Linked DNA regions of Mus musculus: all the other regions are linked to region 3. Evidence: chromatin contacts called from public Hi-C data. All regions are on one chromosome and are shown on one strand. The core of a region is the stretch at or near the end of the contact, and the rest is flanking DNA. Distances in the headings are between cores, read along the strand shown.

Region 1 (3,800 bases), core at 1,266-3,765, 910 kb before region 3:
TTTCTCTGTGTAGCTCTGGCTGTCCTGGAACTCACTTAATCTCTCTGAGCTACTGAAGAGACTCTCTCTGTTCCAGTGGCCATTGAGCCAAAGCCCCTCTAGAGCATTTCTGCTGGAATGCTGCCTACAAGTTCAATGGGCAGATTGTAAGATGATCATCTCTGCTTTCAGGGATTCACACCTGGTGTTCACACCTGGAATTCCCATACACTCTCATCTCCTTGAGTACCTCCTGGTCCAAGCAGCTTGAAAAATGAAGGATGCTACTTAGAAGGCCAAGCTTTAAATGCCTGTTGCTTTGATGCTGGGCACCATCTACTTCTCTCTTGGGTCAGTCCTCTCATGTCAAGAGCACAGTTAGGCTGTCTATAGAGAGGCCCACAGAGTGAGGCATTCACATAATCTCAAAACACACTCTTCAGCCTCATCTTAGTCTTGGAGGATGAGAGTCTTGGCTAATGTCTTGACTGCAGTCTCGTGAGACACCTTGATTCAGGGACACCCAAGGAAGCTGGACCAAGATGATCTGTCCAGCGAAGCCATTGGAGAATAACTCCCTTGAGAAACCAATACCTACATATGGACCTTTCTTATCCTCTCCATGAGTGTCCCTCTATTGACTCGTATGTAAAAGATCTATATTCAAAACGTGTCTAAATAAATTTTGATTCTGCTTGAAAGGAAATCCGTGGGAGAACGAATTGTGTGTTGCTTGAAGAACTGAGCTTGTGAATGACGTTATGAAGCAAGATGGAACTTGCTTCCCCTAGTCAGACTTTGAGTCCTTCCAGAGCAGAGCTATGCCTTCTTCCCTACATGTGGCAACATCTGGCTGGGTGGCTGCCACAGAGTTAATATTCTAGACCAAGAAGGCTTCCATTTAAGAAATGTTTATATGAACTCAGGTACATGGGCATAGAAAATGGGCATGATAATCAGAATTTATTTACTAACTAAATAAGCAATTTAATTTAAAACTGTTATTTGATACATATAGAATTTTGCCACTCATTAAACATGAAAGCAAATTTGCATACCAACTTGGTGAACATGTATGTCTATTTTTACATAAAGGACTAAATCTTGGCTGAATGTCTGATACCGCAGAGTATTTCTATAGAGCATCTTCAGTGTTTTTCAGAGTTCATAGGTCATTTGACTTCATAATCTTCAATGCTGAGAATACCACCCCGCATAAATTCATACTACAAAAGTGGCAGACATATGATCAGGGTCCTTTCAGACATTGTTTTCAATTGTACCCTAATCTCAAGCCAAAATTCATTGAAAACTTGTTTTCACAAAACTAAAGCCAGCCAGCAACTTAGAACAGTAGTTTTTTCTTTTTTTTCTGAATTAAATGTTATCACATAATACAACTCAAAGACAAGCTGATTTGATACATTCTAAGTTATGCTGGTGGGAAAATATTAAGGTTGGTTTATTTGTTTGTTTGGCCAGGAAATGTTACTATAAGAATAGAAAATGATATGCACATTAAAACAGCAGAGTGGACTTGAACCTGAGCTGAGATATTCTGTGCAGTGTTCCTTAATGTGTCCCGGGAGCCGTGCTGGGAGCAGGGCTCTGAACCGTGTGCTGTGGCGAAATCATGTGACGCACCTTGGTTTGCTTGTGGGTTTGATACGGAATTAATTTTCGGTTGTCAGTGAGTTCAGAAACCCTTCCCTTTTACGGTTTCCTTGGCTTTTCGTGACCTCCGTGTTTAGTGATTTGATCTATAGTGTAAGGAGCTGTGTTCTAGGACTTGGAAGGAGGAGGCATGACGGGACCCACATCTCTTATAACAAACCCGATTCTCTGTGTGATGTGGAGTCCAGTTCATTTTGCACTGTGCCTGGCAGAGAGTTTGACTGGATTTAATTACCATGACCTCAAGGGTCTCAGAAAGAAGCTCCCTTCTCCTGAGCCCATGGAAGGTTTTTGGTGACATAAGAATTATGAAGATGACAACTTAATACATCCGACTGGCTAAGGAACAGAGATGACTAACTTGGACCCATGAACCCCCCCCCCTTTTTTAAGAGGTGAGGATATCACCAGGGGTCACAAGCAAAATGCGATCCTGCACCCCTCCCCTGCCCCAAGAGAGGATTTATTACTTTTTACTGGAACTCCAAGAAGATCATAATAAAAGGGGGGAGGGGGACGGGGAAGAAAAAGGAGAGGGAGAAACAGGAAAGGAAGAGGGGGAGGGGTGGAAGAGGGGGAGAGAGAAAGGAGAGATACTGAAATTGGAATTGAAGATCTTCAATCTGGAGAAGATGGGGGTGGGGGTGGGAGGCGTTCCAGCTGAGTGGGGCCTTGCAAATTCAACTTCCCCTGGCACCATTTCCTGCTACGACTGAAAAGTCTAGAAACTACACTAAGGGATTTTTTTTCCTTCTCTTTTTGTTACTTTAAAAGCAAAATGGAGTTTATTACATGTTGATTATGTTAAATTAGCCACTGCCTGTCCTCCACCCCCATCCCTTCCCCCAAGGGATGTTGAGCAACATCCTGAGGAGGAGAGGCTGGGTGTGGACCTGGGCTGTGTCTGGCCTTCTGCTGTATGTAGTAGGTGAGGCTCGATTTCTGTGACCCCCATCCTCCAAACACATCTCCCCCTTCAGGATCCAGCCTGTGACTGTTAATCCTGCCCAGCTTCATCCTCACCAAAGGGCCAATTAAAAACAGAGGCGGCTGCTGCCTATGAGTGCCGTCAAGTCAGAAATATGTGGGAGCTGTGGAAAGCTCTTCAGGATCCAAAGGGTTGAAGCCGTGATGGTTGAACGATTGTCTGAGGAACTTACATTCCAAGTCACCAGAGGCTCCAATCACACCACAAAAGTGCCAGCATATGTGTGTGCATGCTAGCAGGCTCCACAACAATGGAACATGATTGAGAATCTTGCTATTATTATTATTATTATTATTATTATTATTATTGTCAAGTTTGGACTAGTGTTTTCTCTATATGGAGAAGTTGAATGAGGATTTTAAAACCTGATGAGGAATAGATTTGGATTCTATAGTCAAATTAAATGCCAACAATCAACAGAAAAATCTTAATAGAAACAGACAGTTGTGAACTCCTTCTCGTGAAGATGCTCAATTAAAAAGGCTGTTATGCCAAAGTGTGTGTGTGCACACGTATATTTCTCTGTGTGTGGGGTATGTGCGTGTGTATTTCTGTCTCTATGTGTGTGTGTTTCTGTGTGTGTATATGTGCATGCATGATATATATATATATATATATATATATATATATATATATATATGTACACACATATGTATATGTATGTGTATGTGTATGTGTATGTGTATGTGTATGTGTATGTGTATGTGTATATGTGTGTCTGTGTGTTTGTGTGTCTGTGTGTTGCCTGTCTGTCTTTCTGTGTGTGTATGTGTTCAAAAATACTTAACCAAGAGTTAGCCCTTCCTACCTGTTAGGTAATGAGGCATTAGCATTAAAGCAAGGCATGCACACTTCCTGAATTTGCAAGTGTGTGCTATAGCCTCAGGTAGCATGGTGTCTGGTTATCTATAATACACTGAGAAATGGCATTTACAGCAAGCTACTGAATCTGTACCTAATAAATCATTATCTAATCAACGTCTATCCATTCTGTGGGCCAGAGAAAAAGAGGTCTGAAGGCTGTGTTGGTTACAGAGTGACTTAAACAATCCTGAAGACTGTTTAGTGCTGGCCATGTTCTGTGTACCTTGGGCGTCTCTGCCACTCACTGCTATAGTCAAGGCATTGGTGTTACAGACTGTGTCCATCTTACAGAAGG
Region 2 (3,828 bases), core at 467-2,966, 700 kb before region 3:
AAGGATCCATTTACGTAGCCAAATAGTTGCTCTTACTGTGGAATGTAAATGGGGTTGGCTCACCATTTACAGATCTCACAGTGACACCCCCCCCAACATGGGTGCTGAACCTCGAACCACTTCAGTGGGCACCTCTCAACCAGAATTCTATCCTTCACCCCAATACTGAATCAGAAGCCCTGGGGTATAACGTCTAGAATCGCCCTTTAAGCTACCGAGGGACTTTGGGTGAGAAACAATGACTCAGAAGTCTGGATGCATCAAACCCAGCATTCTTTGGAGGAATGAACTGAGGACTTGGAAAGGTACGCTGTGCAGAAAGCCACAGCTTGTGAGCACCACAATAAGCTGCAGAAGCTACGTCCTTGTGTCCCTTGGTTCCTTTTACACCAATTCAAACTGTGTTTCGTTAAGTTGCACTTACGTCTTTTCCAAATGCGCACCTGCAAATTAATCTCTCGTGTACAGGCGGGGAATAATACAGTCAGTGCCTACGTCTTAAAAGTTTCTGTGAGGGTATTACTAAGATAAAACTCATTATTTAATGTATTTAACAAGGTACCTGGAATACCACACTTACTGGCTAGGATGCAAAACCCACACACACATACACACTAAAAGCCTGCCTTCTTAACTGAAAAGGATTTCCTGGGCCACTGCAGTTATAAACCCATGTTTAATTCTGAAAGTCCAAGAAGACCTTAAATTCAAGGGTAAGATTTAAATTCATAATATCTACTATCTTCCTTTGCCAGCCACCACCTACGTCTGCAAAAAGTCCAGAGAATAATCACTCTGCGGTGACCTAACTTCATAAACCAGCCCGATAGTTGCATTGCTCTAGAGACTCATGACAGCGATAATCTATTCTGACAAAACGCCCCTTGCCCCTCAACTGGTGTTTCTCGGGCGCCCTACGGATGGATAACCACTAGTATACAGAACCCTTGGCTGTAGCAAATGGCCTCTCAAAGCTTCCCGCTATCAGTGAGTCAAGGAGCAGCGTCATCAGGCCCAGAGGCAAACAACAGCTGCGCACAGCTGTGCTGGGTGACCGCTTTGGTTACCCGCCCGACCCCATTCACCTCCTAAGAAACAGAAAAATAGACAAGCGCCATCCACAGATCTCCACGGCGCACACAGTGTGGCCTACGAGCAGCTAAGGTTGACCCCGAAACCTCATTCCTAGGGAGCAAGGGTCAAAGGTGACCCCGAGTGACCCAGCAGGCCCTAGCGGCACAAGAAGGTTAACGACCCTCTTGTGCCGTTTTTTTCCCAGCGGCGAGAAGCCTCCACCAGCTGCCGGAAGTATGTCACCCCGACTGCGGGGATGGCGGGAGTTGTAGTTAACTGGCTATATCTCTTGCAATAATAGTTCAGTTTTATCAAACAAGTAAACACCCTGAGGCTCTGCAAAACGAACGCGCTGCTCGCTTTCTGCCAAGTTCTTAAAAAAATCCTGGTTTCCCCTGCTCCGCAGGACGCGTTCGTGCCCCGCGCAAGCGCAGGCTCGGACTACACATCCCAGCGTGCCTTGCGGCGCTCCCGCCGCGCCCGGCTGTAGTCGTTGGTGTGGGCCGCGTGAATGGAGCTCCGCGCGTGAGGCAGCGCCTGGCACGGCCCGCGCCAGCGCCTGTCTGGGCCCCGGAGCGTGAGTGCGGGTAGCGGCCGTGCGCGTGCGCACTCGCCTTCGCGCGCGGGCAAGCGCCCGACCATTGGCGCGCTAAGCGGGCGACCGTGCAAGGCGGCCCCGCGCGCCCCGCTGGCCGGTTGTTGCGGGGAGGTCTCCCGCCTGGCGCGGGGGTCCGCGCGGGTAGCCGTGGCGGCCGCCGGAGACCGCAAGGGGCGGCGCAGAGGCGGAACGGGCCGGCCGCGAGCCGCGCAGGAAGCGCCAAGCATGCCCCGCGACAACATGGCCTCCCTGATCCAGCGCATCGCTCGCCAGGCGTGTCTCACCTTCCGCGGCAGCTCGACGGGCTCCGAAGGGCCGGCGCCGGGCTTCCCGGAGAACCTGAGCCTGCTCAAGAGCCTGCTGACCCAGGTGCGCGCCGAGGACCTCAACATCGCGCCGCGCAAGGCGCTGCCGCAGCCGCTGCCCCGCAACCTCCCGCCGGTCACCTACATGCACATCTACGAGACGGAGGGCTTCAGCCTGGGCGTGTTCCTGCTCAAGAGCGGCACGTGCATCCCGCTGCACGACCACCCGGGCATGCACGGTATGCTCAAGGTGCTGTACGGCACGGTCCGCATCAGCTGCATGGACAAGCTGGACACGGGGGCCGGGCATCGGCGGCCGCCGCCAGAGCAGCAGTTCGAGCCCCCGCTGCAGCCCTTGGAGCGGGAGGCCGTGCGACCGGGCGTGCTGCGTTCCCGGGCCGAGTACACCGAGGCCAGTGGGCCCTGCGTGCTCACTCCACACCGGGACAACCTGCACCAGATTGATGCCGTGGACGGGCCAGCTGCCTTCCTGGACATCCTGGCCCCACCCTACGACCCGGAGGACGGCCGGGACTGCCACTATTACCGTGTAGTGGAGCCCATCAGACCCAAGGAGGCTTCCGGCTCTGCCTGCGACCTTCCCCGAGAAGTGTGGCTCCTGGAGACACCACAGGCCGACGACTTCTGGTGCGAGGGAGAGCCCTATCCAGGCCCCAAGGTCCTACCTTGAAGCTCCTGCCGCCCGGGGAACTGTGGGCCAAAGATGTACCCTGCCCTGCTCAAGAAAGGCCTGGCTGCCCTCTATCTTCCATAAGGGCTCTTCTCTCCGCCCCCTCGCCTGGACGATGGATTTACTGGAGTGACCAGCGCCACATCTTGAGGAACCTTGGGGAACACGGCCCACTGGAGTACAGCCACCACCGGGCACGGTTATGGGGGCGGGTGGGCGGAAGGCTAGGTTGATTCCTGGTATCCTCAGTGCCACCAAGGCTTTGATTTAAGGGAACCGGGCAGGGACCCTAAAGCGCTTCCATCCTAAAGCCATAATGAAACCATTTTTGTTTCTCATTCTCTACAAAATACACTAAGTAGTTTTGAATCCCTCTTCCCTTCGGTGACTCAGATTTGTTTTCTCTCCTGCCCACGATTGCTCCTTAATAGTTTAATTTATTACTGATTGTGCATGACCTTGAATTGTTCTTGTTTTCTTTTTTTTTTTTTTTTTTTTTTTTTTAGTTATTCGTTTGGTTAAAACACACACACAAACTACTCAGCATCTAAAGTGAGGAGTTCTGAAAAGACATCTTTCTAGCACTGGGGTTCACCCTCATAACTGTGCGTGTTGAGGACGATGTCTTTCCTCCCCTGGCTTGGTAGCCACTTCTGGTGTACTCAGGTAACCTTTAGTAAGAAGGTCACATACGCGAATTCTCTTGTCAGGCCCTTAAAGCTCGTCTTTCCCTTGGGTCTCAAGATCTGTCGTTTAAACAAATTTTTTTGTTGCTATTGGGGATTTGCCTTTAAAGCAAAGACGATTATTATCCTCAGCTGACTTTTTCCTTGACGTGCTTCAAAGATGATACAATAATTATGTGTTTTCTAACCAGACGATTCCGAGGAGCGGAATCTGCTATGCTTCCAAATAACTGAATGTAAAGGCCCTGGCCACCTGTTGAATTCCATACTCGTATTTACTTCCAGCTTCTTCCTAGGAAAGAAGAGAAAGATACTCTTGACTGTTTGTTGTTGTTGTTGTTGTTGTTGTTGTTGGTTTTGTTCTGTTTTGGTTTTTTGTTTTTGTTTTTTTGCGTTCTCTGTGGAGGGAGCCTGCAGAGGAGCTGTGTGGTTCCAGCTGTGCTGCCGGGAGATAGCCTCCCAGCACTCCCTTAA
Region 3 (4,072 bases), core at 142-2,641:
CCGAAACTATTTTAGGAGACGAGGACCTGTTGTTTATTGGGAGAAAAGCTGGTGCAGAATTTTGAAGGACTCTGTTGAAAATAGATGGATTTGTAAATTGTAGGCAGAGGAAGGACTCTTGTCTTTTTTTTTTTTTTTAAACAAGATTGAATTTTGCCTAACTCAAGGGAAAGCAATCTATACTTGATTAGTAGAGTGCAACATTATGCTTCACTTCCAGTAAAACTTAAGTGATTTGGTTAGCAAAGGATGTCTTTTAAGTTCTGCAAGAGCCAGAGCGTCAGGTGTAGTAGCTCAAAGAGTGCTTGCTGAGCATGCGAAAAGCCCTGGGTTCCATCCCCAGCACCACGCCACCAAGCGTTGTGGTGAAGCAGGTAATCCAAACTCTTGGAACACTTTGGAGGTGAAGGCAGGAGGATTAGAAATTCGGGGTCACTCTTGGAAGCTATCCCACAATACGTGAGACCTTGTTTTGAAAAAAAAAAAAACAGTAAAGTTGCATATGAGTTAATTAGTTATTACAACCTGAGGGTCAGGGGACAGAGGCTAAAGAGTTCTAGGAATCATGAAACTCAGATCAGATGTATGGGAGAAATGAGGAACGTGCTTATTAGCTGACGAACGTGCTTATTAGCTGGCATTTGAGACAGACACCCAGCATTATGTAAAGAGCAAAACCAACCAAATGAACAAAATAAAAATAGGGTGTAGAAATAAAGGGGTAAATAATAACGGGCGTTAGATGGATTGTCTTGCATTCTACCTACAGCTGTCCCTTCCACCTCCTAAGCTTCTGAGATCTGTGCTCTCGCACAGATGGCAGAAGCTTTACCCTGAAGATTTGACTTTGCTCTTTAGTTTGCTGTGCTCCCTAATCCGTTCCTTCCGTAAACGCCCATTTCGAAGCGCTTTCTAAATTTGGTTTGCGCGCCCCCTACTGGCAGACCTGATTATCATTCTCAATTGCATTTGAGCATTTCAGCGTTGCCCAAAAACCTCATGACATTTGCTAAGAACCAAGGAAACTTTGTCTTTCATTTGATACGCTTTTCGGACAGCCAGAGGCATCTGCCTACAATTTGCTTCGTGATTGTTCGTGATAACAACGCAATGCAGGGCAAATTAAAATGCACGCCTAGCAAAGCTGGTATTTTTTTTGGTAACTAACTGCTCTGTCTCCTTGAATAAAAGTGACCTCTCTTCCTACTTTCGAGATTTTTGTTTGTTTGTTTAAGGTTTGCTTAGTGCAAAATTTAAAGCAGATTAAAGAAAAAAACCAACCGACTATATTATAATTTATTTCACAACCTCCTCCGACTCTGTCTTCAGATGTTAGTCTGTAGCCGCACATGACAATGACTAAGACATCATCAGCTGGGCTGGGGTGCCAGGAGGAAGCAGTTTCTATTTCTGTCTCCATTTTTCTCCTCACTGTTTGAGTAGGTCACGGGTTGGTGTGTAGACAGCAACTCTCCTTTTGTGCCTGTCCTGGCAGCAATGAAGGCAAGCTAAAGAAGCCCTTGGGGTCCCCCCTTTGGCTATCAGACTGTTGAATCAATGGTCTTCAAGAAACTGGAATTTCCCCAGAAGTCTCATGCTGGGAAAAGGGAAGAGCTACGAGCCTGGTGCCCCTCAGAGGAGGGGTTTGCTTTCCTGAAAGAGATTTAACACAGTTTAAAAAAAAGATTCCTTTTGATGACTTCTTTATTTTATTTTATTTTATTTTATTTTATTTTATTTTATTTTATTTTATTTTTCATGTGCATTGATGTTTTGCTTGCATGACTTTTTGGTTGTATGAGGTCCCCTGCAACTGGAGGATCAGACAAACATAAACTGCCACATGGGTGCTGGGAATTGAACCAGGGACCTCTGGAAGAGCAGCCAGTACTTGTAATCTCTGAGCCATCTCTCCAGCCCCGAGATTTAACGCAGTTTGAGAGCTTATCAGATCACCTCCCAGGGCAGACTGCATCTGAGCTGATGGTGGCCTGGACCGGGTCTTGACCAGTATTGCTTGCCTCTAGCCCTTGATTTAAACAAACCTGGCTAGAACCTGTTTATCACTGTCTGTATTTACAGTCGGAACTGGGAATTGCTCTATTCTTTTTTGTCGCTCTATGCTATTTGAACACTAAGCTGACTGTTACCATCAGAAGTGAGTATCAGGCGATAGGGAAGTGGCTTAGTCAAGTGCTTGCCTTGCAAGCATGATGACCTGAGCTTGACCTCTAGAAGCAACGCATCCCCATGAAACTGGTATCTTCTGGGAATCTCATGATGGATGCTTGTAATCTCAGTACTAGGGACGTGGAGATAGCAAAAACCAGGCTGAGCTTTAGGCCAGGGAGAGACCCTGTGTAAAAAACAAGTGTGACTCCTGACAGACAAGTGACTGGGGGCTGTCCTCTGGACATTTGAACATTTATACACATGTACAAACACCCAACCACATGCAGTACACACATGTACACACACACTGGAACACACATGCACTCCTGTGCACATATGCATGTGCACACATATGCATGCATGCACACGCAAGCCCCAAAACACATGTGGACACACATACACATGCAGCACACACACATACAGGCACACACATGCATACATAGAATGAATGTCAGATGTCATGGTCTCCATCATTTTTCTCTTTTTCAAGGAATGTGGTTTCTTATTTGAATTTCATTTTTCTGCATAATAAAATATATTAAGTAAAGAAAGACCCCATAGCACATGCTTTCACCCCAGAATGCAAATGACCATTAGGCGTAGTTCATAAAAATGAATATAGCGGCAGATCCTGCTTCAGAATTATGTTCTTCTTCTTCTTTCATTCTTGGTTGCAAAATTGAAACTTTCACTACAAGCAAATAACTAAACCCAAACAATGGCTGGGGAGTTGCCTTAGCAGTTAAAACCGCTTGCTGCTCTTTCAGAGGGACCAAGCATGGTTCCTGCCACCCACATTCAGCACCTCATACAAGCCAGTAAGTCCGGCTCCAGGGGGTCTGATGCCCTCGTCTGGCCTCCTCAGGCACCTGTCCACCCACGGCAGTCACTTATACAGACACACATACATATGAAAGATAAAATAAATCTTTAGAAAGAATCCCCCAAACCTCAAGGGAGTTGGAAAGATGACTCAGCACTTGAGATCATTTGTTGCTCTTGGGCTCAGTTCCCAGCACCCACATAGTGGCTTGCTCATGCACATAAAATAAATAATTCTAAAAAACAAGACAAAGAAAAAAAAAAAACAAAACAAAAGCAAAATAAAACTCAAAGGATAATGTAACAATAAAACAGTTGTAATAATTAATGTGTTTATAAAAAGATAAAAAGAGGAAGGAATATGTTTTGGTGGAGGTGTAGTCAGGTGTGGGGGAAGGGGGTGCCTCTGTGGGCCTATGCTGAGGCATCCCTTCCCCCTGAGGGACCAGCCACATGAAGGTATAGTATAGAATAGGTTTATCCGGGCAGGGAATTAAGAGGGTAGGAGAGGTAGAGAAAGGAAGAGAGAGAAGAGAAGAGAGAAGAGAGAGAGGGAGAAGAGAGAATAGAAGAGAGAGAGAGAGAGAGGGAGAGAGAGAGAGAGAGAGAAAGAGAGAGAGAGAGAGAGAGAGAGAGAGAGAGAGAGAGAGAGAGAGAGAGAGAGAGAGAGAAGAGAGGAGACAAGTAGAGTAGTAGAGACTGGCCATGAGCACGTGGAGAGAGAGGGAGCAAGAGGCAAGAACAAGAGAGAGAGAGGAGGGACAAGCAGCCCCCTTTACAGTGAGTCAGGCATACCTGGCTGTTGCCAGGTAACTGTGGGGCGGAGCTGAGACGACAAAATGCTAACATAATAGTTCTGATTCTAGGAGAAATTTGGCCCCACAGAAGAGGTGAGGCAGTGTCTGTTGATGTTTTTGGTTGTTAGTTACGGCTGGGTTGGGAACCATCTTGTTTGCATCTAGGGAGTGGAGAGGATATTCTAAATAAGTGTTCTAAGGTACAGCCACTGCCTCCCACAACAAAGAATTGTTCAGTCCAAACGTCAGAAACATTGCTGAGACCGAGGAACTCTGATGGG

Evidence for each region. Hi-C and Micro-C count contacts between places; a contact is called where the count stands out from the background.
Region 1: a Hi-C map of pre-B cells shows a contact between it and region 3, with 3 times the contacts expected there. The contact joins two enhancer-like sites. A contact is called at or near these places in 1 of 15 datasets of contacts at CTCF or cohesin (large pre-B cells), 3 of 484 Hi-C or Micro-C datasets (CD8 T cells, olfactory sensory neurons and pre-B cells) and 2 of 115 datasets of contacts at active chromatin or transcription factors (embryonic basal ganglia and fibro-adipogenic progenitors).
Region 2: a contact with region 3 is called in a Hi-C map of LSK cells, with 6 times the contacts expected there. The contact joins the promoter of Ado here to the enhancer-like site in region 3. A contact is called at or near these places in 5 of 39 promoter capture datasets (the C10 cell line, embryonic stem cells, hippocampal neurons and 2 more), 5 of 484 Hi-C or Micro-C datasets (CD8 T cells, LSK cells, Th1 cells and 2 more), 8 of 115 datasets of contacts at active chromatin or transcription factors (the NIH/3T3 cell line, astrocytes, bone marrow-derived macrophages and 4 more) and 3 of 9 other capture datasets (adipose tissue, embryonic stem cells and liver).

The regions. Positions count from the first base shown.
Region 1 is chr10:67,759,341-67,763,140 of GRCm38.p6, reverse strand. The region is part of intron 1 of Gm40681 (a long non-coding RNA gene); the gene reads left to right. Among named protein-coding and RNA genes, the nearest start is that of Gm40681, 17 kb to the left of the region's middle. Within about 2 kb of position 2,515, at least 38 of the 459 cell types and tissues checked have an H3K27ac peak or open chromatin away from gene starts, as enhancers often do. A contact at or near this core is called in pre-B cells, where this site is marked.
Region 2 is chr10:67,546,843-67,550,670 of GRCm38.p6, reverse strand. Ado (2-aminoethanethiol (cysteamine) dioxygenase) reads left to right here and starts at 1,716. Exons shown (of 1, transcript NM_001005419.2): 1 at 1,716-3,828. The coding sequence starts at 1,898. The coding sequence ends at 2,668.
Region 3 is chr10:66,850,245-66,854,316 of GRCm38.p6, reverse strand. No RefSeq gene overlaps it. Among named protein-coding and RNA genes, the nearest start is that of Gm31416, 18 kb to the right of the region's middle. Within about 2 kb of position 1,391, at least 144 of the 459 cell types and tissues checked have an H3K27ac peak or open chromatin away from gene starts, as enhancers often do. A contact at or near this core is called in CD8 T cells, LSK cells, the NIH/3T3 cell line and 5 more, where this site is marked.